Regions from separate parts of the Mus musculus genome. Here all the other regions are linked to region 6. A link is a contact called in public promoter capture Hi-C data. All regions are on one chromosome and are shown on one strand. The core of a region is the stretch at or near the end of the contact, and the rest is flanking DNA. Distances in the headings are between cores, read along the strand shown.

Region 1 (2,971 bases), core at 135-2,634, 490 kb before region 6:
TTTTTCTGTGTAGCCTTGGCTGTGCTGAAACTTATGCTATAGACAAGGCCGACCCTGAATTCAGAGATCCACCTACCTCAGCTTACTGAGTGTAAATTAATTTTCTTTTTAAGATTTATTTATGTAACCAGTGTTCTGCCTGCATGTACGACTGCAGGACAGAAGAGGGCACTAGATCTCATTATGTATGTTTGTGAGTTACCATGTGTTTCCTGGAAATTGAACTCAGGATCTCTGGAGAAGCAGTCAGCACTCTTCACCACTGAGCCCTCTCCAGCCTGCAAGTTAATTTTAAAATTTATTTATAAAGTGCTCTATCTACATATACATCTGCATGCCAGAAAGGGACATTAGATCACATTATAAACAGCTGTCAGTCACCATGTGGTTGCTGGGAATTGAACTCAGGACCTCGGGAAGAGCAGCCAATGCTCTTAACCACTGAGCTATCTCTCCAGCCCTGCAAATTATTATTATTTTTTATTTATTATTTATTATTTTTATTTTTTTGGTTTTTCGAGACAGGGTTTCTCTGTATAGCCCTGGCTGTCCTGGAACTCACTTTGTAGACCAGGCTGGCCTCGAATTCAGAAATCCGCCTCCCTCTGCCTCCCGAGTGCTGGGATTAAAGGCGTGTGCCACCACGCCCGGCTACAAATTAATTTTTAATGAAAAGAAAACAAGCCGGAAGGACACGCCTTTAAATCCAGCAGTCGCGAAGTAGAAGTAAGCAGATCTTCAATAGAACGAGTTCTAGGACAACCAGTGCTTCAGAGAATCTGTATCTCGAAAAACACAAAAGGGAGTGGGGGGAGAGGGAGGGAAGGAGGAAAGGAGAGCGAGACAGACAGACAGTTACACACACACAAACACACATCGGGTTGGGGGCGGGGCACAGAGGCGAAAGTCCTGGACAAGATCTACAGAAGCATGTGATAGGGGAAGCTTTTTTTGTTTTGTTTTGTTTTGTTTTGTTTTTGTTTTTCGAGACAGGGTTTCTCTGTATAGCCCTGGCTGTCCTGGAGCTCACTTTGTAGACCAGGCTGGCCTCGATCTCCCCAGTGCTGAGATTAAAGGCGTGCGCCACCACGCCCGGCGATAGGGGAAGCTTTAAGCACCGCCGAGACACCAATCCGTTGTTGTAAAAGACATCTTGTCTAACAAAACCAAAAGAAAAAAAAAAAAAGGACAGGACAGTTAAGGAAAGGAAAGGAAAAAGGAAAGGAAAGGAAAACAGACCCAAATGAAAACAGTAAATAAGACGTTCTACTGCCAGCTGCCAGCATCCACACTGGATATGCCTTCGGCTCCCACTCCCAGTGGCAGCAGCCGGTCTCCCGGCGCGCATGTTGATGGCGTCAAGGAGTTGCGGCTCCTGACGTCATCACCGCGTGCCTTGAAGTACAGAGTAGCACACTGGCCGGTTCACGCGGGGAGAAAGGCTGCTGAACTTGGAGGCGCTGCCCTGGGACATGGCCGAGACTGCGGCGGGATTGTGCCGCTTCAAAGCCAAGTAAGTCCTCGGAGGAGGCGCGGACCCGAAGGGAAATGGGGAGGAACCGGAAAAGGGAGCCAGGAGTTTAGGAGGGGTGTTCATTGTGATAGCGGGGGCTCTGAGTCCTGAGCTCAGTCAGTTCCCCTGTGAACAGCTGCTGTTTAGTGCTAAGATAGGAAGAGGCTCTGCCTTTATTCATAGTGTGCAGTTTTCAGATAACTAATTTCCATCTGTCACTGAGTGGAATGGATTATGGCAAGGGAGCTCTTGCAAAGAAAAGCCTCGGTGCTGACAGCATCTCTGTTGATGGGTTAACTGGTTGCAGAGTCTCCGACGCTGCTTTTATTTTGATGGGCAGACTTCCACGGACTGGACTTAGGAGGTTGGAGGGCAGAGCATTTGAATTTGGAAAGCCCAGCCCAGCCCAAATAGAGGGCAGAAGCAAATGACCTGTTATAGTGCCTGGGCCAGGAGCAGTGACGCTGTGGTGTTGACTATTAAGAAAGATAGGCAAAGCTGGGCATGGTGGCTCACGCCTTAAATCCCAGCACTCGGGAGGCAGAGGCAGGCGGATTTCTGAGTTCGAGGCCAGCATGGTCTACAAAGTGAGTTCCAGGACAGCCAGGGCTACACAGAGAAACCCTGTCTCAAAAAGCAAACAAACAAAAAAGAAAAGAAAAGAAAGAAAGGAAGGCAGGCAAAAGTCCTTCTGGGCCAGGCAGGGTAATGTCACAAAAGCATGTGAGGTGTGAAAGAAGGGGAAGTTTAGGCACTGCAGAGACACCCCTCAGTTGTTTTAGAAGTCATTAGACAACAGAGATGAAAGCGCTGGTAAGAAACTCACTGAGGAGACTGCAATGGCCACCGCCATTACCTCCCAGAAAATTTCATCGGCTTGGACCAAAGCAGTAGAGGGAGTGGAAAAGAGGGCAGCTTTAGTCAGATCCCAGAAGTCACTGTTAGTCGGGAGAAACCAAATGACACTGAGGCTGGAGGAGTGGGGTGGCATGCTGGGCCTACTGGTCAAGACTTTGAGAGTATGTTACTATTCCTGGCCTCCCACAACTAGTAGAGAGCCCCCAAAAGACCTCAGTGCTGAAGCCTGGGCTGTTGGGCTTCCTTCACCTTGAGTCAGGCCCATCTCTTCAACCTGTCTGATGACCCCATGAGAGCCACTGGGGCATGCATCTCAGCCTCTCCATAATGTGAAACATCCTCCCACGGAGATGCTTGGTTTTCACCCCCGGGTTCCTGCTGCTGCCTGGGCGCTCAGCAAGGGCAAGCATTTGTCTCATCTCTGGGAGAGCACCCAGTGGTCTGGGGGCACTGGGGCAAGGACATTAGGCCATCACTCAGCATCCTGTTCTCTTCCCAGCTATGCTGTTGAGCGAAAGATTGAACCTTTCTACAAGGGTGGGAAAGCACAGGTAACTATCCCCAGGGGCATAGCGGGGGTGGGGGGTTTAGTGAGTACTG
Region 2 (2,786 bases), core at 198-2,697, 450 kb before region 6:
GCTGAGTCTTTTGACATAAATATCAAGAAAGAAAAGCTGGGTGTGCTGGGTATGGTGGAGAATGACCTAGCCCTCAGGAGGTAGAGGCAGGTGGATCTGTGTGACTTCAAGGCCAGTCTGGTCTAGAGAATGAGTTCCAGGACTGCCAGAGCTACAGGCCCTGTCTCAAATACGGGATATGGTGGTGCACTGCCTTTAATCTCAGAAATCAGGAGGCAGATACTGGTTCTACATAACAAGTTCCAGGCCAGCCAGGACTACATAGTGAGACCCTATCTCAACGAGAAAGAAAAAGGTCAGAAAGAAAAGAAAAAAAAAAAAAAAAACTCAAAATTTTGGCATCATTTCTATCTCTGCATCACTTCTAAGAACAGGAAAGGGTGATTCCCTGGCAGAAGCCACTAGCCAAAACCTTCCACGAACCAACCAAGGTAATTTCACAATTCTGGAAGCAAACAGATCTCTACGGGCAGCAAACCAAGGGAGGTTCAGCTGGATACTCCCCATCAAAGGCTGGCATTGCTGGAGTCCTCTGACCCCCTTCGGGATTTCCAAGTCTAGACAGCCAGAAACATCCTCTTCCCACCACTCTGGAAGGAAGCCTCAAAGCTAGAACTAGTAACGAGGAGGAAAACTTCCTAAAATTGTGGACCACCAAGCACCTAGGAATCAGGTCCTGGTATCACCTCCACTCTACAAATGGAAACGCTGTCTCAGGAGCTAAGGATCACCGGTGGGGCCCAGAAGCCCAACTAGTCTGGAAATGTCCAGTTTAACCCTTTTTTTCCAGAGCAGTCAGCTTCCAGAATAGACAGTGTCTGGAGGTTCCCCCTGGCTGTCTGCTCCTCCTCAGTGACGATCCCGAAAAAATTAAGATTCACAGACAGGAGGGCTCTCGACCTGACCTTGCCCTTCCCGCAGCCAGGTCATAGGGAAAAGTCCCCAGGCTTAGAGTTCCCACAGACATCGCTCCTCCTTCCCCAGCCCGGCCGCCTCTGGCTTCTCCCAGCCCCAGGAGGCCCGGTGATCGCATGGCGCCCCGACCGACCACCCGGCCTCCGGAGGGAGCGGGTGAGGCCAGGCCGCGGCCGGACACCGAGCAGGCAAAGCCATCAGGAGTCCGCCCTCCCCGCGCCCCGTCGCGCGCCCCGCTGGCGCACCTGGCGCAGCTCCTCGCGGCACACGGCGCAGTAGCGCTGCTCGCACAGCACCCGCATCTTGGTAGAGCACCGGTAGCACACCGGGTGATCGCAGCGGCCCAGCGCCGTAGCCTCCAGGTCACCGCAGCACAGCACGCAGCTCCCGCCGCCCCGCTCCGGCGCTGCCACCGCCTCCAGAGCCGCGCGCCGCCCCTCGGCGCCCGCCGCCGCCGCCATGGCCGGGCTCCGGCCCCCTCCTGGCCGGCGCGGCACAGCGCGGCCTGGCTCCCGGCGGACCCGCCCCTTCCGTCGACGTCACTGCCCTCAGGCAACCGCCCGCCTGGCGGAAGTGCGCACTGCGACTTCCGCCCGGGCCTGGTGTTGTACAGAGCTGCCATTCGCTCATGACTGCTGCTCAAGCCTTTCCAGTCATTTAAATGCGGAGTCTCTCCGCCTTCGCCGACGCAAGCTCTGGAAACGCCGGAGGAGCTACAGGGTTTCCAGCATCATTTCCGATAAAACACGAACTGTGGTTTGTTTTTCGAGACAGGGTTTCTCTGTGTAGCCCTGGCTGTCCTGGAACTCACTCTGTACACCAGGCTGGCCTCGAACTCAGAAATTCGCCTGCCTCTGCCTCCCAAGTGCTGGGATTAAAGGCATGCGCCACTATGCCCGGCTCGATCAGTCTTAAGCTAAGTATCACACAAACATTACTTGGACGTAGTATGTAGTATGTTTGTATCTTAAATGCAAATTTCACTGGATGTCCTGGGAACATAGCTTAGTGGCAGAGACTTGCCTACCGTGCCTAGGTTCCATTCCCAGCACAAAATACATACATAAGTAATTCAGCTAGTAATGACTGAATCCGACAAATTTTTAGGAACCTTTCTATAGCCCTGCACCTCTCTTGTGTTTGGAACATAAGCCTCTGACATCAGGACATCCAGACATTCTCACCCAATCCCACTAGAGAAGGGACCTCGTGTTTTCTTGGTTGTAAGACAGACACATCCAGCCAGACATAGTATGTAGGAAAGGGAAGCACCCAGAGGTGCTTGAGTGGATAGTAGTGAACCGGAGGCTTCAAGTCTGCAGCTGTTGGGCGGTCTCCGGATTTCTGATGAAGCGAGATGGGTCCAAATCTGAACCCTTTCTAGAAAGAGTCAGTATATTGTGTGTGTGACCCCAGAGTGCCTATGGCTAGCTAGAATCAGAAATGACTTAAACCCCTAATCCTGGTACCTAGACTTACATGCTTCTGAACTAGGTTGCCCCACTGAAGCCTATAACCTCATTTGTAAAACTGGGGTCGCCATACCAACTATGTAAAGCAGACCGGGCTACATTTGCCATCTTCGGACAGATAGGGGGATTTACCTTTCTTAGGCAACTGGGCAGGGCTAAGTATTGTTAAAATGACAGGGTGTGGTCACATACCTTTCATCCTAGCACTCACAGGCATAGACTTTGTAAGTTTTGAAGTCAGCCTGGTCAACATAGTTTCAGGCCAGCCATGGCTACGTAGAAGTGAGACACTGTCTCAAAAAAAAAAAAATCTGTTAAAATGGAGGACTGGAGAGATGGCTCAACAATTAAGAGCACTAGCTTTTCTTGCAGAAGTCCTAGGTTCAATTCCCAGCACCA
Region 3 (3,051 bases), core at 13-2,512, 330 kb before region 6:
AAGCCTGGTTCAAGATGTTGATCTCTCAGTGAGATTTGCCTGTTACTTTCAGAAGGCAAAACTGCCGAAATGGCAAATGTTTTAACCCCTCCTGGCAATTTCCCCTCCCTAAGTACCACTAGAGGCCCACATCCATCACACCCTCTACTCCCTAACACTTCTCCAGCAGTCACTATGTGTGGCCAACCTCAGGCCAGGCCGCTGGACCAACCTTTTGTCCCTTAAACATAGTCAATTCTTACACATCCATAAAATTCTTGTCGAGACTCTTCCCCTAGAGGCCAGCTCTGAGCCCCAACAGAAATCTCCAACCCCAGGATACACCTCAATTAGTCTCTAATTAACGTTTATTCCGCAACCTCCTACCACGCCCCACGCACTGTTGTAGCTCCTGTTTGAGGAGCCCCGCAACGTAAAACGTCAGTCTTCGTAGGAACTGGGATTTTTGGCTACTCTTCTGGGTCACGCCGGCTGAGGTCCAAGGTTTTCCTTATTTAGTCGGGCCGACATCCCTGCTGGAGCCTCGCCCTAGGAGCGGCCAGGCCCCGCTGCGTCTTGCGGCCCGAGCTCAGGACCGCGCCCACGCTCTGCGGCCGACAGCCCGGCAAAGCTCCAGAAGGGCTCTATCTACCTCAGCCCTGCTCCCGCCGGACCCAGTCATGATGCTCTAGCCAGGCCGCCCGCCGCCATGGCAACCGCCTGCCCGCCTGCACTGCCTCGGCGCAGCTACTCACAGCGCGGTGGCGTCAGCCGGGATGCGCAGACTCGGCCCTAGCGTCTGCAGCCAGCGGCCGGAGCAATTGACGCGGCAGGCGGCGTCGGGCGCAGGGCCGCAAAAGCAGGGGAGCGGGCAAGGCCCGCAGCCGCGCCCAGGGTCTCCGGCCAGCGCTCCGAGCCACAGGCCCAGGCCTAGGGCCAGCGCCAGGAGAGCAGGCGCGCCGAGCGGCATCGTCAGCGCAGCCCGCGCATGGCCCCGGTTCCCCGAGGCCCCTTGCGCCGGCAGCCGCAGTTCAGGAGGGGCCCGCGGACCTCATGGTGCGGCACGGGGCTGAATGCCGCGGCGGCCGTGGCCCGTCTGCGGTGCGACAGCTGCTCAGCGCTCTGGGGCAGGCCGCACCTCAGGGCCTTGGCCGCCTGCTCGCGCATTCGCGCTGCACTGCAGACCCAGCGCCAGCTCCTCCTCCTCCCCCACCTCCGGCGTGGGGCGGGGCGCCCTCAGACTCCGCCCCTGCGCTTCCAAGTTGGCTGTAGGTGGGACTGGATGAAGAGAAGGCCTTCACAGGCTCCGCCCTCTTCATTGCAGATCCTGCAGTAGGCGGGGCCTGAAGGAAGGGCGCCCTCAGAGGCTCCGCCCAGTGAGCGTGAGCCTTGGTGGGCGGGGTCTCACGGGAGGGGAGTCCTCCGGAGGCCCCGCCTTCTGCACCGCTGGGTCTGCTGCAGACCAGGCTTGAAGGTGGAGGAAGCTCCGCCCCCTCTGCTGCGGCGTTTCGAGCCCCGAGTCAGGCTGCGGTTTGAGCAGCTGCCCGCTTAGGCTGTCCCCTACCCACAACGGCTGGAGAGCTTATGGCTATTCACCCTGCTTTCCCGAGTTCCCCCTTGAAGTCCTCTGGCTGTTGAGGCCTTCTTGGAGTCAGTAGGTTTCTTCGCTCCTAGCCTTCTGCAATCAACAGTCACAATATTAAAAACACTAGTAGGTGCAGAAGAGAGGGCTCAGCACTGGGTGGTGGTGGCAAAGACTTTAATCCCAATACTCGGGTGGCAGAGGCAGGTGGATCTCTGAGTTCAGAGCCCAGCTTGGTCTACAGAGTGAGTTCCAGGACAGCTAGGGATATACCGAGAAACCCTGTGGAGGTGGGGGGTCGGTTAGCGGATAAAGGAAGCCTAATCAGCTGAGTCCTCTCCCGAAATCCACGTACACAAATCCAACTTATACAAAGTTGTCCTCTGGCCGCAACACCCTGGCCATAGCATGCGCTCTACACTGATAATAAATTAAAAAAACAAAACAAAACAAAAAACCCTGCGACCTACAGTTTCTGGGTGCCAGCTGTGCGAGCTTCCACTTCGCAAGTCTTCTCTGACCCTGGAGAGTACCGCCGACCTGAGTCAATAAATACTTGCTGCGTCATATCATGGACCTCTGCCAGAGCATGCTGCAGAGGCTCAGAAGTGATGCATGAGATTGAGCTCACCTGGAGTGGGTGCAGTTTAGCGCCGTGCCCTCCACCACTCCGCGCAGACCACCCTGCGGAGGTGCTGGGGAGACGCTGTACCACCCGCCCACCCGCCAAGCAGCTCCATCTCAGGCTTCAGTCTCCAGGTACTGTAGATCCTTGTGCGCAGGAGCTAAAGACAAAATTAAATTGAGAGAAAAGACTCCAACCATAGCACCGGGGAGTAATCCTTGAAAAAAATGTTTAGACGTCCAAATACCAAGAACTACACAGGAAATATTCAAAAAGGGAAAGAAAAATTAAATTAAAAAGGGAGAGAAAAGTCCACAAAGACAGGAAGTTGATGAGTGCCTTGAGACTGGAGGAAAGGGGTGGGACGTTCTTTGGGGCCAATAAGCATGTTTGTTCCGTAATTAGACGAGTGAATGAACAGCCTTATTAAATATATTGAAACGCACAGAAGCCGGGTGAGGTGGCACACGCCTTTAATCCCAGTACTCAGGAGGCAGGGGCAGGCAGATTTCTGAGTCCAAGGCCAGCCTGGTCTACAGAGTGAGTTCCAGGAAAGCCAGGGCTACACAGAGAAACCCTGTCTCGAAAAACAAACAAACAAACAAAACCAACTCACAGAGCATGCATGGTAGCATGCGCTTCTCAGGCCAGTACTCTAGAGTGAGAGGTTCCTAAAAGCTCCTGACCAGACTACTTAATTAATTTCTCACAGGACTTCCAAGGACACCCTTTTAACCTCTCTCAGCTCCTTCATGGATGAGAATAACAAATACCCATACAAAAAACATAACTTTTTTTTTAATTTTCTGAGGCAGGGTTTGACTGTATAGTGGTCCTGGATGTCCTACAACTCATTCTGTAGACC
Region 4 (2,894 bases), core at 350-2,849, 420 kb after region 6:
ATCAGAATGCCAAAATACAAAGAGGTAGAAAATTAGCAAACTAAGATATTCAAGAAACAGCGACCGAGAGAACAGCAATGATCAAGGAAAAGGACGCTGAGTAAAAAATACAGAGAACTCAGAGCTGAGACACTACTGACTGCATAGGCACCATGAAACATACAAGCTACAGTATACATCCAGGCCTAGGCCCCACTCCCACGGAAAAAGGCAATAGTTTCCTTTTGAATCCACAATTAAGAGACATCTTAAAAGAACTGTAAGATGGAAACAGCAAGGAAGAACGTCATCACCAAGTAATGGCTGACTGAAGCCAGGCTATTAAGTCAAGAATTTTTTCCCCATCGAAAAGCTCTAAAAGGCTTAGCTTTAATATTTGAGGAGACCTTTTTAAAAACAGGGTAGGAGCCGGGTGTGGAGGCAGAGGCAGACGGATTTCTGAGTTCGAGGCCAGCCTGGTCTACAGAGTGAGTTCCAGGACAGCCAGAGAAACCCTGTCTCCGGGGAAAAAAAAAACAAAAAACAAAAACCAGGGTAGGAGCCAGACATGGTGTCTCATGCCTTTGATCCCACAGAGGCAGGCAGATTTCTTGAGTTCAATGCTAGCCTGATCTACACGGTTAGTGCCAGACCAACCAAGACTATTTAGAGGCCCTAGCTCATAAAACCAAACCGTAAAAAAGAAATAAAATAACAGGGTTGAAAGGAGCACATTGGTCTTCCTTATACACGCAGGCTGAATACTTTCGCGGTTTTATTATCCTCACTTTTTAAGACTTGGGGATCCCCCACCCCCACGCACACACTCACAGCCTCTGATACTAACGAGGACGAACGGTTTAAATCCTGGCCTCCGAAAGTTCAAGGCCTCCTCCCGCCGCCCACTGGGCAGCCCAGCTTATTTTCGGCCTCGAGGAGGGGGGAGGGGGCCACGCGGCGCCCCGCGGTCTGGGCGGCTCTGGCCGTTTCTCAGGCCCCTAGCAGGGCCCGTGGACCCACGCCGGAGCCGATCGAGGAGAGGTACCAGCAGGTCCGAAGCTCGGGCGGGGGACAAGTACCTCCGCTGCCGCCCTCTCCCCGCCCCCTAAAAGACCGAAGAGGACGACCGCGGAACGACGGCCTCCTCAGCCCCAGGTAGAGCAAAGGAGAGAAGCAGAGCCTCGCGCAATGCTGTCTCACCGGGGGCGCGCGGACGAGACCAGGCGGCCGCGCGCGCCGCGGCCGTGTGGGGGAGGGGCGGAGGAGTTGAAGGCCGCGCGTCCCAGGAACCGCGGGAGGGGGAGGGGAGGAAGGGAAGGCGACCGCGCCGGCCGAGGCGACGAGCACGCGTGCGCGCGGCGGCCTGGGCCGTTCTCCCCGCGCTCTAGCCTCCGGCCCAGCCCGCCGCCCCTCCCCCACCCGGCTAGCGCGCTCCCTTTCTCTCACCCGCCGCCGCCGCCTCCGGCCGCCGACTGTCAAACAGGGAGGTCCCGCCGCAGCTGCTGCTTAAGTTTTCGTATCCCTCGGAGCCTGAAGCCGCCGCCTCGTCGGTCCGCCCGCCTCAGCCGCCGCCGCCGCCGCCTCCTCGCTTCCTCAGGGGCCGCAGCGGGCTTCGACTGCGCCACTCGCACCCCGCCTGGGCAGCGTTGCGCGTCAGCACGACCTAGTGCGTCAGCACGCAATCATGAGAGCCGCTGGGCCCTCTGGGAACCGTAGTGCGTCGTGCGCAGGCGTTGAAGCCACAAGGAGGACCTTAGGCGAAGGGACGTGCTACTGAAAAGTCGAAAAACCCCGAGTCCCGTCGGGCACTGCGGGGAAAGGCGTGGCTCCGTACCGAAGCTGCAAGGTCGGCTGAAAAAAAACTTCTGTAGGAGGGGGGAGGGGCGCGGGGGCCGCAACCCACAACACCCGGGAGTAGCTCAGACGCACGCCTTCCGCGCACAGAGTTCTGGGAGCTGTAGTTCGGTTTTAGAGAGAAAACGCGTAAGACTCCTCCGCTAGGCAGGGTCGCCATTTTATGTGACCGTGTTGGGTGGCAGTGGCTCAGCAGCTTTACCTAGTCACTGTGACCATGGTTTTCTTTAATGTGTACGAGGCCCCACAGCACCGAGTCTTCTTCGCAGGAAGAGGTGCTTCAGAGTCAAGCCACCTGACAGCTCTGGAGCCACTTGAACCCGGCTTCTGGCCCAGTATCCGGTGCTTTCCACAGTTTCCACCTCTGTAGTCCTATCTGAAGTGGGGCTTGCAGACCACTAAAAAATACTTTCTCTTACCTTTGGGCAAAGAGACTAAGTGATTACTTTTCGCCTATAGAGACTATGCCATGTAAGTGGAGGAATGTGAGAATGCAGTTCCATTTCCTGGCCCTATAGCACGGTTCCGGGAGTTTGTCCCAGTGCCTCTCACTCGGTAGCAAGGGCCCCACCACTGAGGCACTGAAAGATCCTGGCAGAATGTAAAAGGACACAGAAGCCCTGAAATTGGCAAGATAGACGTCAGTGTTAGCAGAACTAGCTTCACTGATTTAGAAAAATAGAGGTGCACAATGCTCTGGCCACTCCTTGAACCTGTGTGTCTGCCAATGTTCTGACCAGGTGTGTGCTCATTGCTGCACCTTCATTAGACTCTCCTTGTACCCCTCCATACCCATTTCTTGAGAATAGACATTGTTTAGATCTGGAAATCCCCTAATCTCCCCCTTCTCCTTTCCCCCCTGAGGGCCTATAAAAACTGGAAACTCTTTCCCCTCGAGGACGACTCCTCTACCCCTGCGTGGGATATGAGTTGTCCCCAGAGCTCTGGCTTTCCCCAAATAAAGCCTCATGTGGTTTGCAACAAGCTCGGTCTGTCATGAGTTCTTGGGTGTCCGATATTGTCCTGAGGCCTGAGCGAGGGGCTCCTCTCGGAGTCTTTCA
Region 5 (2,979 bases), core at 416-2,915, 390 kb after region 6:
CGCTCCAGGTCTGCCATCAGCATGCTTTTGCTTCATCTGTGAGAAATCATTTATAGCCTTTAATTACCCAGCCTATAAACCTACTTCCCATTTCCCTCTCATGATAGTTTTCTCCATCATCCCTGAAACCCTCAGAGGTGGAAAACATGGCCCTACTTTCCTGATGAAGAGCCTGAGGCTCTGTGGCTGCCAGGGGAAGACCTCATGAAGCCTTCTACCCCACGGTGTTCCCTTCCCCAACCCCACCCACCAAGTTATCAGGCTCACCCTTGCTCCTCCTCAGGGTGACTCAGGAGGACCCTTGGTCTGCAACATGGATGGTCTCTGGTATCAGATCGGAATTGTGAGCTGGGGAATAGGCTGTGGGCGACCCAACCTGCCTGGCATCTACACCAACGTCAGCCATTATTACAACTGGATCGAGACCATGATGATCCTCAATGGTGCAGTCAGGCGTGATCTGGCCCTGCCACTGCTGTCTATCACTCTGCTTCAGGCTCCCTGGCTCCTGAGGCCCACCTGAGCTCATGAGGCTGCAGCTTTGCACTCTCTGCAGCCCCAGGACAGTCCATATACTGTAGGGATAGCTTGCTTCACCAGGCTCTTGTCTTGTCTTCTTTGCCAATAAACTCATTGTGCATATCTGAGCTGGCACTCTGCAGCATTATGGATACCTTGTGACTTCCCTGTGTTCACCCTGAATGGTCCAGCCCAGGGCCCATGATAGCTAGTCTAGGCTTTGGTTGCAGACAGCTCACTGTCAGTGACAGCGGAGTTTGGACAGGAGCCCCAGATCCCTGGCTAGATGCAGGGCAGAATTTCAGGATAACCCAAACCAAAGAGTACACCATTCCCCTGATAGTGCATAGTGCTGCTTGTAGCCAAGGTGTTGTGGCAATTTGAAATTGGTCACTCTTCACTCCGTGCTCATACTGACTTAAAATCCAGAAGGGACTGGCCAGGTTGCGTTCCGTGTGCAGTCGGCTGCAGGCCTAGGATCTAGAGTGTGGGTCTGGAGTCTGGGTTTCCATGTGAGATCAGCTGCTGTGGCTGAGCTGGGATTACTGCTCGGAACAATAGAGCTCAGAGCCCCAGCAGCTGGTTTCACAAGGCAGCAGGATCGGGTTTAGAGATGAGCTGCCAAGGATCTTCTGGAGCTTCCTGGCCTAACCGCAGCTCCCCCAGCCTCCTCCCCACCCAGCTTCTCAGCACCTGGTGTCCTTTTCCTGCACCTCTTAAGTTATGCTCAAAGCATCTTTGTTTAAAGCTGTTCAGGTGAGGCCACAGCTCCGCCTTGGCCTTGATAATTACCTGGGCCTCCACCTCCTCTGTCTTTTAAGCCCCCAGGACCTCCCCTGGCCCCATCAGAGAGAACACCAGGCTTCAAGGGTGAGAGCTGGACCCAAGGGTGCTAGAGAATGAAAGATGGGGACCAGAGGGTGAAGCTCCAGGGCTCCTACTGAGGCCTAAGGTGCCCAGATCTGAGGCTGGGTGTGCTTTGTCAGAGTTTGTCACATGGAGTCTAAGTCACAGGTAGAGGTATAGAGTCTGGGCTTCAGGGACAGGACCAGGACTAAGCAGAGAGAACAGCCGCTGAGGTACAGGGTTGGGTAGGACATGCTCCCTAGACTAGACTGCTCCTCTCTGCTCCCTGCCACTTCCAGACGAGAGACCAAGCTACCTGCACCCAGGCCAGTTCTGAAGATACAATGAGGGGTGCTTCCCACCTCCAGATCCTGCTCCTGTTGGTGTTAGGTGAGTGGGGGCGAGGGTTAGGGGTGCTTCCACAGAGACCTTAACTACAGGTTGCTCACCTCACCTCTCCCGGAGCCAGGTGCCTCTAGAGCATTGTGGGCCATCTTTCTTCCTGAGGCACAGACTCTCTGGCACTGTCCTTGGTCTCTCCGAATGTGAGTACGTTTTAGTGTGCTGTATGTATGTAGTGCCTAAGACCCACCTCCCACCTCCCAGTGCTCTGGGGAGGGTGATGGAGGTGACCAATGGCACAGAAGCTTGGCATGAGGTCAGTGTAACCAATATGTTCCACCTTCCACCTAATCTCATTGCTGACCCGGACTCTGTTACCTGGCATCTAATCCCTAATTTAGTCCCTTACCTGCTCCCCCCTGCAGGAACCAGGATGCAGGAGTGTGCAGGTAAGAAAGGTTGTGAACCACTTCCTCCTCAGCTCGGCCCTGTCCCCTCTTCCTATGCTTACGTCCCAGACTCCAAGTCCCAGCCGAGCCTCAGTGCCCTCTTGTCCTGTCACAGCTTGTGGGCAGCCCCGCATGTCCAGCCGGATCGTTGGGGGCCGGGATGCTCAGGATGGAGAGTGGCCGTGGCAAACAAGCATTCAGCACCGTGGAGCCCATGTGTGCGGAGGGTCACTCATTGCACCCCAGTGGGTGTTGACGGCAGGTCACTGTTTCCCTAGGTCAGTGCTTGCTCACTGTTCCAGCTCCAGGAAAGACAGGGGAGTGCTGCCAGGGAGGGGCGGGCAGTGCCGGCTCCTGACAGGCCCATGGTCCAGGTAGTGTCAGCAGCCGCCCTGTCTGTTCTGCAGACGGGTATGGCCGTCAGAGTACAGTGTGCTCCTGGGAGCACTGAGTCTGGACGTCAGGTCATCCCACGAGCTCTTGGTTCCTGTGCTGCGGGTGCTGCTGCCTCCTGACTACTCTGAGGACGAGGCCCGTGGTGACCTGGCACTGCTGCAGCTGCGTCACCCAGTGTCCCTGAGCACCCGCATCCAGCCTGTCTGCCTGCCTGCACCAGGGTCCCATCCACCACCAGGGTCTCCATGCTGGGTCACTGGCTGGGGTAGCCTCAGCCCAGGAGGTAAAGCATATAGTCAGGTCAGGTTATGGGGGCACCCGACATCCCTTTCTCCTCCATTTGACTTTGAATCCTGGTCTTTCACAGTCCCAGTGTGAAATCCAGAGCGCAAACATTCCTTTTATCAGATTCAAGGAATCCTGGGTT
Region 6 (2,739 bases), core at 82-2,581:
ATATGACAGTGGAACTGCCTAGATCTCAGCCCCTTTCCCACTTGACACTGGGCTAACTTTCTTGCTCTTTTTGTACAGAAACAACCAGGGTTACCTTACTTCTTGGGCTCTAGAACTAATAATTTATATCACCAGTACTGCTGAGCACTGTTCCCTGTCCTCATTTCTTTCAGCAGCCAAGCACATTTTTCACCGTAGAAACAAATGGAAAAGCTGTGTCTAGTGGCAGGCTTCTAAGAGGTGGGAGAAGGAGGCTGCAGAGGCAGCTCATTGGTTTGTAGCATTTGCTGCTTGACCAGAGGACCTGAATTCAGATCCACAAACCCACTCAACCATCTATAACTCCAATTTCAGAAGATCCAGTTCCCTCTTCAGGCCTCCTTGGGCACTAGGCATGCAAGTTGTACGTTGACATACAAGTTTTTTAATTAGGAAATAATTGGGCCGGGCAGTGGTGGCACACACCTTTAATCCCAGCACTTGGGAGGCAGAGGCAGGTGGATCTCAGAGTTGGAGGCTAACCTGGTCTACAAAGTGAGTTCCAGGACATCCAGGGCTACACAGAGAAACCCTGTCTCGAAAAACCAAAAAAGATAAAAGTAAAAAATAATTGAAATGGAGACAGGAAGGTCATGAGTTCAAGGTCATCAGATACATAGTGAATTGAAGGCCAGCTGAGACTACATGAGATTGCACAAACTGACTTGATGGAGAACATAATGTACTGATAATCTATGCCAAACAAGTCAATATTAACCATGTATTGACAAGCTGGCCTAGCTTGGTAGATCTTTGAGGGCAAAGACCATTGCTCTGACCCTTAGCTGCTGTGTTTGCATGTGTCCTATCTACGGCCTCCTGGCCATTCTCTGGGCTTCAGCCTCCCCTCCGCCTATCTATCTACTATCTGACACTCCTCTGTCTCTTGCACAACCTTCCATGACGTAGAGCAGCTTAGCAGACCTATTCTAAGTGCCACATGCTCCAGATTCCCTGGGCTTCATTGTTCACGTCTGGCGCCTGACATTCCTAAGATGTTCCTTGACCCAGTTCTAGCATTGTCTTCTGGCCATATGCTTGATTGCTAAGTCATCCTGGAGTCAGCAAGACCGCTTATCTCTGCTTTCAAAGTAGGTTCGGCAAAACCTGGTTAAGACAAAAAACCAAACTTTAGAGGGTCACGGATGCCCTGTCAGAAGAGCATTATCTGATTAGCCAAATCAGAAGCTATCTTATCTACAGTGGCACTGTCCAGGTTCCAACAGAGCCTTTGCGTCCTCCCGTGGGAGGGGTTAGGGCGGAGTCTGGGATGATGGGTGGAGCTTGAGATGGATTCGCGTTTTGGAGCTGGACTTGCAAGCTGTGCTCAAGATTGGGTAGCCTACCCGGAAGTGGGCGGCCTTCTGCCCGGAAGGCGCGGGACTCCTTGGCGGCGGCAAAAATGCTTGGTGTTAAAGGAAACTACCTACTACCCGCAGACTGCGCTCACCGGTGGGTCTCGTGCAACGGAAGGGAATTGGGCGGACGGGAGCGAGGTTCGGAGGCTCACATAGTACCTGTCCTCAGGCTGGTAGCGGAGCTGCAGGGCGCCTTGGACTCCTGCGCCGATCGGCAGCGGCAGTTGGAGCGGAGCCTGCGCGTTTCCAGGAGGCTGCTGCAGGTCTGGTACGCGGACCCAGGACCTCCTGGCCAGTCCCTCCTCGGACCATCAGGATTATGCAGAGTCCCAGGGCCTAGAAGGCCAAATACAAATGCATGCTTTTAGACTCCGGTTGCCATTGCTATCCTTACCCCTTATCCAGGGTCTGAGGCTGGGAATCTGCTTAGGGATAGAATGTTTGGACCATACCATGGCTGCCCTGTCTTTGCAGGGAACCAGCCAGGACCCCATCTCCAGTTCCAGAAACCAAAGAAGAGGACCCAAGTCCAGGTAAACGTTAGCTGCTTTTTATGGGTGCTGTCCCTGGCCTTTCTCTGGCTTGCTGTCATGGGGGAATCCATCCTGGGACAGTGAGGAGGAATTCTTGCATGGTTCTTGACGTTCATAGCATGTGCACCGAGTTCTCAAGATCTCGAGGAGCTGGAACTTTTGACCCAGGCTCTGGAGAAGGCTGTACGTGTGAGGAAAGGCGTGTCCAATGCTGGACAAAGAGACAGAACCCCCACTCTGACATCTAAGGCAGCCACTTCTGGTGCCGCTGCCGCCTCCCATCCTCGGGCTCCCAGCCGGGGTGGCAGCCGTGTATTGGGTACAAGATCCACCAAGGGTATACAGCGGGCCACAGCCCCTCCCAAGGATTACCCTGAGCACAGACTACGATCAAAGGGTGATAAGACCCATGTAAGAACACAAGACCAAACTACTGGGTATGGACCAGACCTCAGGGACCAACAAATGACCCCGTCATCTGCTCATCACACCACAGAACTCTTCGCATTAAAGGAGAAGGGGTAAGCTTCCCAGACGCTCGTATCCTGACAGGGCATTGAGCTGGTTGAGGAAGCCCCTGGTGCCGACCCGTAAGGGTCATGCACTGAAGCAAACAGGGCAGAACAGGGTTGGGATGGTATCAGGTTTGTCGTTCTGGAGCCTAACCAGCCCATGAGCTCTCTGGACTGGGCGAGCACCCACCCTCCTCCAGAAGCCGTTTTCAAAAAGCTTGTCAGAATTAAGCTGTTAAAGGAGAGGAGGTGAGAAGGTTCGCCCCAATGGGTTCTGAGCCATGAGTAAGAATGACA
Region 7 (2,704 bases), core at 169-2,668, 410 kb before region 6:
GCTTCTCATGATGCGGATGTTGGCCAGTTGCTGCTGCCAGTTCTGGGGCTCCCAAACGGGCACTTTGAGGGGCTCAGCATCTTCGCCTTCCTCACCATTAGCCGCTTCATAGGCCACATGCGTTTTCTGTGTTCTCCGTGGATGTCTCACGGGCCTGTGGCTTTTTCTTCCTTCTGCAAAAAAGTGCCATTCAGTCTTTGGAGTGGGTTTTATATGAGGGTGGGGGAAGGGTGCTGCTTACCTGCCAATCCACATCCCCACACTTGTTTGTGCAACTAACTGTCCATTATCTACCACGATGTGTACAGAAGTGCTGTGCTCTGCCCTTGTCACAACAGTACATGACAGTCTGACAAAGTGCCTGTTAGCACACCGACACTAGTAACAGCCTCTAGGATAATATAACCTCTCTCCTTTGTCCCAAGTCCTTTGAGTTACATTCAAGAGAACCTCTCTCTTCACACCCAAACTGGACAGTGCAACTCCCCTTTCAGAAATCGTTGCATTTAGGATGAGCTCCAAACTCTACTACTATAAAACATTTGCTGCCTTAACAGTATCAACACTTTCTGTGGCCCTTGGCCCTTGCCAAGCCTCAGCCTGGATCCCAGCGGATCTCTACTACTGAACCGATTCTGGGAGACCATTGCTGCCTACGCACACTCCTGCTCTAGCCACTTATGTCTAAGTCCCAGGCGGGGACGGGCTGATAATTACTCCCTGAGTACCACTAGTTGGCACATAGTAGGCCCTTAATGGCTACAGGACAAACACAATGAGTGCCATGCCCTTTCCTGTTTTCTCTCTGGGCCTGTTTTCTTTCAGAACCACCGTCCAGCTGGGAGAGAAGACTTCTAGCTGGGTGTGTTCTTGGCACACAGCCTGGCCCTACAAGAGAGGGAGGCAGCTCTGAGAACAGAGCTGTGTCCCACGGACAGCCTGGAGCAAGTGAATGTCCTAAGCTAGGCTGGTTGGACTAAAACTTTTCACTGGCGATAAGGGTGGATGAATACATCCAGAACCCAGTCTTACGGACCCTGCAGACCCTGCGGGTCCCAGACCCTTGGAAGAAGCTAGAAGTGGGGCCACGTGAGATTTAAGCGTAGCTTCAATTCAAGATTCAAGGCAGCTGCCTACTCCGCGGCGCCTAGAGTTTAGGTCAGATGCTGCGGCCCGGGACGCAAGCCTGGAGCCAAAGTTCCACGTTCCTCCTTTCCTCCAAAACGCCTGCAGGCGCAGAGCTACCTGCAGCAGCCTCTCGCGGGGCGAGCTCCTCCCTACACCCTTCCGACGCGATCCTAGTCGCGCGGCTCCGACTGCGAGTCACCATCCGCACCCCTGAGTTCATGCCTGGGCTGTAAACTACTCCTCCGAGCAGCCCCGCGATCCCACCACTTGCTCAACGCGCACGCGAAACTACAATTCCCAGAGAGCTCAACGCAAATAGTCAGCAAAGCCTCGCCCCCGGAAGTACGGGTTGCGCTTCCGGCAGCTGCCCTGGGCCGGGGGTGTGCGCCCTTCCCTGGGTGCAGGAGGACCTGCGCGCGAAAGGCGCGCGCGGGGTGAGTAGCCCTGGAGGCTCTGACTGCTGGGGCGGGTTGCGATGGTTTGTGTGGTCGCGTCGCGATGGGGTGAGGGGAATTGGTCGTTCTGATTCCAATCCTCCGCCGCTCCCACCGCTGACAAGTCCTAGCGCTTCAAGCCCTCCATTGCGAATGTGAGCGGGCCTCTGCATCTATTCACGCGACAGCTCCTCCTTAACCTAGGGAGAACTAATGGCAATCAACAGGCGGGTCGCTAGAGTAAGCCTATACCTCCGGAGTTGATTTGTGGCTGAGTTCCTCCTGCATGGAGTTGAGTTGCCCCAGAGGCTGTAGGAAGGACAGGTTATTGCCTACCCTTGACCTAGGATTCTGGAGGTTCGCCTCGAGGGCAGAAGGGAGAACCTTTCCTGGGGTGTATCAAATAATATGTTTATTTCTACACAGAGCAGTTCTCTAGTACTGCCCTGCCCACCATGGCCAAACCAACAAGCAAAGATTCCGGCTTGAAGGAGAAGTTCAAGATACTGTTGGGATTGGGAACATCGAGGCCAAATCCCAGGTGTGCAGAAGGCAAACAGACTGAGTTTATCATCACATCGGAAATCTTGAGAGTGAGTGAGTGGCCAATGTCTTGGCTAGCCCAGCACAAAGGCTAGGAAGGCTGGGTTTGTCTGTCATTGGGTTCTGTGGGAGATGGGTTGCTGGTAACCATCTGCATAGGGCTGCTGTCCCCAGTACTGTGGAGACAGATATATGCCTGTCCTCAGGATCTTGGTGTCCTGCTTTAGCACACTTGCCTTAGAAGTTAGGTGTTGTATGAAAACTTATTTTGTTTAGTGTTATGGTAGATAGATGCCCTGTACTCTCTCAGCACGTGAGAGGCAGAGGAGATAGGATTATGAAGTTGGAGGCAACATAATTGTAACCCACCTGAGCTACAGTAGTGAGACTGGGTCCTCCTCTCCTCAAAGATGTTCGTTTCCTTTTTTAAATTGGAGATCCACCCTTTCTTTTTAGGAACTTTTAAAAAAAGATTTATTTATTTAACATACACACACACACACACACACACACACACACACACACACACACACACACACACTGTAGATGACACACCAGAAGAGGGCATCAGATCCCATCACAGATGGTTGTGAGCCACC

Evidence for each region. Promoter capture Hi-C pulls out the DNA fragments that hold promoters and counts their contacts.
Region 1: a promoter capture Hi-C map of pre-B cells shows a contact between it and region 6, with 2.8 times the contacts expected there. The contact joins the promoter of Tbl3 here to the promoter of Tedc2 in region 6. A contact is called at or near these places in 5 of 39 promoter capture datasets (erythroid cells, hippocampal neurons, liver and 2 more), 1 of 484 Hi-C or Micro-C datasets (embryonic stem cells) and 2 of 115 datasets of contacts at active chromatin or transcription factors (cardiomyocytes and hepatocytes).
Region 2: a promoter capture Hi-C map of liver shows a contact between it and region 6, with 2.2 times the contacts expected there. The contact joins the promoter of Zfp598 here to the promoter of Tedc2 in region 6. A contact is called at or near these places in 4 of 39 promoter capture datasets (cranial neural crest, liver and pre-B cells) and 1 of 484 Hi-C or Micro-C datasets (liver).
Region 3: a promoter capture Hi-C map of liver shows a contact between it and region 6, with 2.0 times the contacts expected there. The contact joins the promoter of Pkd1 here to the promoter of Tedc2 in region 6. A contact is called at or near these places in 2 of 39 promoter capture datasets (cranial neural crest and liver), 2 of 115 datasets of contacts at active chromatin or transcription factors (craniofacial prominence and effector CD8 T cells) and 2 of 9 other capture datasets (liver and pancreatic islet).
Region 4: a contact with region 6 is called in a promoter capture Hi-C map of embryonic stem cells. The contact joins the promoter of Srrm2 here to the promoter of Tedc2 in region 6. A contact is called at or near these places in 4 of 39 promoter capture datasets (cranial neural crest, embryonic stem cells and pre-B cells) and 4 of 484 Hi-C or Micro-C datasets (the HL-1 cell line and embryonic stem cells).
Region 5: a promoter capture Hi-C map of embryonic stem cells shows a contact between it and region 6. The contact joins the promoter of Prss33 here to the promoter of Tedc2 in region 6. A contact is called at or near these places in 3 of 39 promoter capture datasets (cranial neural crest, embryonic stem cells and hippocampal neurons) and 1 of 484 Hi-C or Micro-C datasets (erythroblasts).
Region 7: a contact with region 6 is called in a promoter capture Hi-C map of liver. The contact joins the promoter of Nthl1 here to the promoter of Tedc2 in region 6. A contact is called at or near these places in 3 of 39 promoter capture datasets (cranial neural crest, embryonic stem cells and liver).

Annotation. Positions count from the first base shown.
Region 1 is chr17:24,706,066-24,709,036 of GRCm38.p6, reverse strand. It overlaps Tbl3 (transducin (beta)-like 3), which reads left to right and starts at 1,384. Exons shown (of 22, transcript NM_145396.4): 1 at 1,384-1,513; 2 at 2,871-2,922. The coding sequence starts at 1,473.
Region 2 is chr17:24,668,348-24,671,133 of GRCm38.p6, reverse strand. It overlaps Zfp598 (zinc finger protein 598), which reads right to left and starts at 1,447. Exons shown (of 12, transcript NM_183149.2): 1 at 1,161-1,447. The coding sequence starts at 1,376.
Region 3 is chr17:24,548,161-24,551,211 of GRCm38.p6, reverse strand. Pkd1 (polycystin 1, transient receptor poteintial channel interacting) reads right to left here and starts at 1,262. Exons shown (of 46, transcript NM_013630.2): 1 at 735-1,262. The coding sequence starts at 949. LOC115488769 (a long non-coding RNA gene) reads right to left here and starts at 728. Exons shown (of 2, transcript XR_003952238.1): 1 at 1-728.
Region 4 is chr17:23,801,930-23,804,823 of GRCm38.p6, reverse strand. Srrm2 (serine/arginine repetitive matrix 2) reads right to left here and starts at 1,599. Exons shown (of 15, transcript NM_001368687.1): 1 at 1,426-1,599. Gm52285 (a long non-coding RNA gene) reads left to right here and starts at 1,052. Exons shown (of 2, transcript XR_003952234.1): 1 at 1,052-1,134.
Region 5 is chr17:23,834,453-23,837,431 of GRCm38.p6, reverse strand. Prss33 (protease, serine 33) reads left to right here and starts at 1,665. Exons shown (of 6, transcript NM_001081399.2): 1 at 1,665-1,755; 2 at 2,133-2,156; 3 at 2,272-2,434; 4 at 2,564-2,835. The coding sequence starts at 1,710. Prss41 (protease, serine 41) reads left to right here. Exons shown (of 7, transcript NM_027644.1): 7 at 284-647. The coding sequence ends at 523.
Region 6 is chr17:24,219,443-24,222,181 of GRCm38.p6, reverse strand. It overlaps Tedc2 (tubulin epsilon and delta complex 2), which reads left to right and starts at 1,331. Exons shown (of 10, transcript NM_028056.2): 1 at 1,331-1,491; 2 at 1,567-1,665; 3 at 1,872-1,930; 4 at 2,049-2,451. The coding sequence starts at 1,442.
Region 7 is chr17:24,631,396-24,634,099 of GRCm38.p6, reverse strand. Nthl1 (nth (endonuclease III)-like 1 (E.coli)) reads right to left here and starts at 1,418. Exons shown (of 6, transcript NM_008743.2): 1 at 1,246-1,418; 2 at 1-173. The coding sequence starts at 1,348. It overlaps Tsc2 (TSC complex subunit 2), which reads left to right and starts at 1,473. Exons shown (of 42, transcript NM_001286713.1): 1 at 1,473-1,562; 2 at 1,989-2,155. The coding sequence starts at 2,018.